Linked DNA regions of Rattus norvegicus: region 1 is linked to region 2. The links are chromatin contacts, called in public Hi-C maps. All regions are on one chromosome and are shown on one strand. The core of a region is the stretch at or near the end of the contact, and the rest is flanking DNA. Distances in the headings are between cores, read along the strand shown.

The links. A called contact is a pair of places that touch in the nucleus more often than the background predicts.
Region 1: a contact with region 2 is called in a Hi-C map of Schwann cells, with 3 times the contacts expected there. The contact joins the promoter of Slc1a2 here to the promoter of Fjx1 in region 2. A contact is called at or near these places in 3 of 12 Hi-C or Micro-C datasets (the A7r5 cell line, Schwann cells and mammary epithelial cells) and 1 of 1 datasets of contacts at active chromatin or transcription factors (oligodendrocytes).

What each region holds. Positions count from the first base shown.
Region 1 is chr3:109,458,781-109,461,480 of GRCr8, forward strand. Slc1a2 (solute carrier family 1 member 2) reads left to right here and starts at 1,329. Exons shown (of 11, transcript NM_017215.3): 1 at 1,329-1,456. The coding sequence starts at 1,440.
Region 2 is chr3:109,229,944-109,232,643 of GRCr8, forward strand. It overlaps Fjx1 (four-jointed box kinase 1), which reads right to left and starts at 1,381. Exons shown (of 1, transcript NM_001108955.1): 1 at 1-1,381. The coding sequence starts at 1,244.

The DNA.
Region 1 (2,700 bases), core at 79-2,578, 230 kb after region 2:
GTCTGCTGTGTCCCAGTCCCCGAGATAATAAAAGCTGAACAGAACTTGTCATTATTATGCAAAGCTGGGCATGAGATTTGGACTCTCCCTTGCAGGAGCCCATCTGTCTTTGCACACCTCCCCCATACTCGGAGGCCTGAGGAGAACTGAGCACCCGGTTGGTGGAAGAGATACGTCTCCAGCACTTGGCCTGGGGAGTGGGGGTGGGGGTGGGAGTGGGGGTTAGGAGAGAGAGAGAGAGAGAGAGAGAGAGAGAGAGAGAGAGAGAGAGAGAGAGAGAGATTATGGCCTCCCTCACACCCCGCCCGCCCTCGGAGAACCACATTAATATTAATATAGACGAATGATCGAATGTCCGGGATTTATTCGGGCCCCGGCGATGAAGGACCCGCAGCTGGGTCGCGGTTCCTTCCGGCCACCTGAGTGTTTCTGCAGCTCAGATTCTGTGGGACTCCCCATCCCAGAAGTTGTAGGATGAGGGTGGGTGTGCCGGTCTGTGTGATGTGAGCACGAGCAGATGTCCAGGGAGTGATGGGGACCGCCAAGGCTTCTCCAAGGATTGGGGACGGAGGGGCATCCCGGGTCTCAGCACTTGGCCCAGCACAGGGTGACCCGGGGCCACTCGGACGCGAGAAGAAACAATAGCGACTCCTTAGACCCTGGGATCCTGCCACTGGCTGTCCAAAGCGTTCCCGGACTACCGGCAGAGCCTTTTTTTTTTTTTTTTTTTTTTTTTTGTTAATTTATGACTGGAGACTGGTGGGGGAGGGACAACAGAAGAGGGACAGCGTCTAAAGATGGGGGGCAGGGGCAACGGTTAAAGAAGTCGCCCCAGGCTGAGGCTCGGGTGATGTCAGCTCTGGACAAAAATAGAGAGCGATCGCCTGCAAATCCCCAGCTCCGGCGGGGCTAAACCTTGCAATCCCTCTTCGGCCGGCGCCGAGCCAGGGCGCAGCAGCCTCCACCGCCTCCCCCGGCGCGCACACACCAGCACACGCGCACGCACGCACACACTCCCCCGCACTCGCACTCCCGGTCTTCCCCAATCCCGCTCGGTGACGGCCACTCGTGGTACGGGTCTGCCCCGCGGCGAAGCACAGACACAGGTGGCGGCCAGGACGCAGGGAGCGTGTTCCTGCAGCCCTGCGACCAGCGCGACCTTGCAGGAGCCGGTGTAAGATCCCCGTAGCTCCTCTCGGAGCGCTGGCCGCGAGCCGTTCACGGGAACGCGGACCGCGCGCGGTGGAAAGCCAGGACGTGGATTAGCGCCCGCAGCAGCCTCCGCGCGCGCCGAGGCGCTAAGGGCTTACCCAGGAGGGGGGTGCGAGGGCGGAGAGAGGCTGCCCGTTAAATACCGCTCCCCGCCGCACTCCGGGCTCACCCAGCTCGTCGCCACTGTCTCCAGACCGTGCCCGGGAGGAGGGGGCGTTCCCCACGCCATGGCATCAACCGAGGGGTGAGAGTTTTTCTGGGTACCTGTGGGGAAGCGGGAGCCGCGCGCAGGGTGGTGGTGCCCTATCCCAGATGGGGACAGAGAACTGTGACCGGGACCTCTGAAACCCTACCAGAGCGCTCGCCAGGCTGGAGGTGGTGGGAAGGGGTCCGGTTTCTTTGGTGGTCTAGCTGTCCTTTGAGGATGCGGGAGACAGAGAATTGGATCTAATGAAAGGGTGAATTACTATCAGGGTGTGGAAAAGTGTGAAAAGAAACCGTAGAGGTTACTTCAGAGATTTAAAGGCAATGAAGAATTGTCCATAGAGCCTGCAGGAGACACTGCCTGGGCTGCAAGGTGGGGACCGGTTGGAATGAATGAGCCGGGACCAGAGCAGGGGCGGGGCGAAGAGAAGCGCACAGCCCTGAATGCTTGCTTTGGGCGCGCGCGGGTAGGGGATGAGGGCAAGCCCCCAGCCCAAGAGATTTTTGCTTTTGGATATCGGAATCTCCCTGGCTAGCTGCAGGGAAGAGTGGAAGAGATTTGGGTGCTTCCCGATAGAGAAGAGAAAACCTGTAGCTTGGAGCAAGACTAGACTTTCCAAACTTATCTGGGCTATCACTGGCTTTTTTTTTTATTTTGCCTGTGGCCTTGGAGTCGCCCCTGTCTCTTGAGGCCACAGTTGTCATGATGATCGCTTCTGTGGTAGAAGGACAACTGTATTTAGCAAGGGAAGCATGGGGAATGCAAGAGTCCCTTGAATACTCACTCCAACGCATCCTAATCCTGTCTCCCCAAAACACTTCTCAGGCTTTCCGGAGCCTAGAACAGAATAAAAAGAACAATTGGGGACCCCAGCTTTTGGGTTATTCCACAAATGGCACTAGCTGCTTTTGAGAGACCAGTGGACCCACACCTCAGAAACAAGTATCAGGGGCTGCTCAGGACTATATACTTGAGTCCTAGGTTCTGGCATTTTCTGGAGCATGCTTAATAGAAGTCAAACTCCACCAACTTTCGGTGAGGTGGTAGGTGGTGATCTCTAAGCAGGAGTGGAGAGAAGGTGTTTAAAGCCAGACTTCGAGATTCCAACCTCAGACAAAGAAAATACTTCTAAACCTGCCCATCTGTGTCCAAGAGAAACAGCCCATCCATCTATTTCTCTCATCCCCCAAATCTTTCGAAAGGCGCCTAGCATCTTGTACAACAAAATTTCTCCACATTGCCCTTTTTACCGGTGTGGGTCTTCGGAGTAGTTACTTATCTGA
Region 2 (2,700 bases), core at 131-2,630:
CGGCGCTGTAGCAGCTGAGCGTGGGGGTCTGCGAGCTCCGCCAGCTCTGGGAAACGCGGTTCGTGGCGACTGTAGAGGCGCAGGAGCCGGGCTGCCGCGTCCTGACCCCGGTGCAGCTCCAAGACGCGCCTAGCAGTCCGCTCTCGGAATACACACACCGACTGTAGCAGCGGTTCGTTATACTTGTCCCACATGCCGGCTACCCGGTACCCGTGCACCAGGCCCGCCTCATTGTCCAGAAAGACCAACGCCCCTCCTGGTCCTCGGTGCAGGTTGCTTGTAGCGCGGTGCATAACGCGTGGGTCCCACTGTAAGCTGAAGAGGTTGCTTACAAGCCGGTCGAAGTTGGCTGTCAGGTAATCGAAGAGGATCAGATCGGTCCATTGTACCAGGTCCACCAGCTCCGCCTGGCTGAGGTTGGTCAGCTCGCCCCCGGCGTCGCGCAGGGGCCGCAGACGGCCGTCCTCTGATCGCCAGGGCTCGGGCACCACCACGTCGGTGAGGTTAGGCAGCCAGCGCGTCAGGCTCACCACGCTGCCCTCGGTCCAGTGCGCCGTGCGCAGCTCCTCCTGCACCTGCACCCACTGCGCGCCCCGAGCCTCCACCCGAGCCAGTGCCAGCGGCGGCACGTGGCGCTGGAGGCCCAGCAGGCGCGCAAGGTAGTAGGACAGGGCCTCGCCCTGTATCTGCTCTGGGTTGATGCCGTAGCGTACACAGGCACGGGTGCCGTCGGCAAAGCGGGCTAGGCGGTTGGAACTGCGTCCACAGCCCCCGCGATCCAGAGCCACCACCCGAGCTCCCCGTGCCACCTCCAGCCAAGCTGCTGCTTGGGCTTCGGAAAAGCCCCGGGGCACCTGCTCCTCCAGGCCGCGGCTCCAAAACACGCCCCCGTGCACTGCCGTGTGCTCCGCTGGCCAGGACAGCCCGGAGGGCACGTGCCGCCCGCGATCGTCCGGGTGCCTCCCAGGCGGGTTATCCGCGCCGGCCGCCAGGGTGAGCAGCGCCCGGAAAGTTTTCAGGGAGCCGCCGCGGGCGTCCCACACTAGGGGCGGGGGCAGAGGGAATCGCGGCTCGGGCGCGGGGCCGCCACTCTGGATCGGATGCCGAGGGAGTCGATCTTCCGGCGGCCGGGAGGCTGGCAGCTCGGTCCGTGGTGGCAGGAGCCCTCCCCACAGCGTTAGCAGCGAGCCCAAAGCCAGCAGCCAGAGCCCCGCGGCGGCGGCGCCCCGCATCTTCCGCCCCATGCTCCTGCCGGCGCGCCGGTGCCACCGCCGCCGCTTCAAGCCAAGCCCGGGCGCCCGGGTGCGGGCGGCGAGGCGGGCCCGGCTGCTGGCTGGCTCCCGGGCTTCGGGTGCCGGAGCCCCATCGCGGCCGCGGAGCGCTGCGGGGCTCTGACCAGCGCTCTGCCCCGGCGCTGGGAACTCGCCTCGCCGTGGCTTCCCAGCTGCTTTTGTATTTCGCTGTGAGACCCTCCGGCGGGCGCGATTCACAGGCGCCCGGACCACGTGGGAGCAAGGGGGATCCCCCTCCCCCTCCTCTGCCTCCTCTCCCCGCCCCCACTCCCCCGCCCCTTCCCTTCCTCTTCCCCTTAAAGCGGCAACCGATCCTTCCAGGAGCGAAAGGTGGCCCCACTCTCTGTCCCGGACTTCGGGACAGGGAGGAAGCCGGACTGGCGGCGTCCATGCGGGGGCGTCGGAGCGGGAGGGGGCCGAGGAGGGGCAGAGACCAAATATAGGGCTTGGCGGTAGCGGCGTGTCCGGTGCTCTTGTGGGAGTGGGATGATCCCCTAGTACCCTCGTTTGGACTGTGTCTGATCCGAAAACTTCAGGCAGACTTCCACCGCAGTACAGGAAAGGGTCAGGGTGGGTCCTTTTGCAACTTCACTTGCTGTGATTCACGCTGGCTTATGTAAATTCTCGGGAATGTCCGGAGCCCTAGAGGATGTGACTCCAGAGGGGAGAGGAACCATCAATGACTTTGAACCCACAACCCCTCTCCAGAGCAAGCTCTCCAGTATGGATCATTGCAGTCTTGAGAGCCATGTGGTTGACTTTTGTGACTTTTCTTAGGGATGCTGTGCAAGTTGGATATTCAAGTCAGGTCTCCTGGTCTCATGCCACTTGGTTTTCCCTTTTTAAAGAATGTTCAATATGTAGGAATAGCGATATAAAGACAGATATAAACATTTATTGCCAACATTCTCAACTTGTTTTTTAGTTGTCATTTAGTCACCTTTTCCCCAATTATAATTTTCACCCAAACAAGGGAAAATAAACAACAATCGTTTTTACTAGTTTAGTGTAAAGGAGAAAAAGTGGGAAGGGGACAGTGAAGAAAAACCAAACCAACACAACATAAAAACCGATGCATCTTCCTCCAGACTTTCTTGGTTTAATCTACCAGAAAAGTCACTGGCAAACAAACTAGCTCTTTTCTTTCCTTTCTTGTATCCCATATCCAAAATCAGAGATTCTTAGTCATAAGTTCAGGGCTGTGAGGGTTCAGTTGTCCCGAGAGCCAGATCTGGCACGCCAGGGAACTGTCCCAGGACCTGTGCATACTCCCAGGTTCTCTAAAGGCTACTCCCACAGCCCTATAGCCAGAGCTTAAAATCGGCTTCTTTCACATTGTGGGTCTTTTCCTCTCCTTATATCCCTCTACTCAGTACACATGAGAGGTTTCAGCTGCCATACTGTGTAT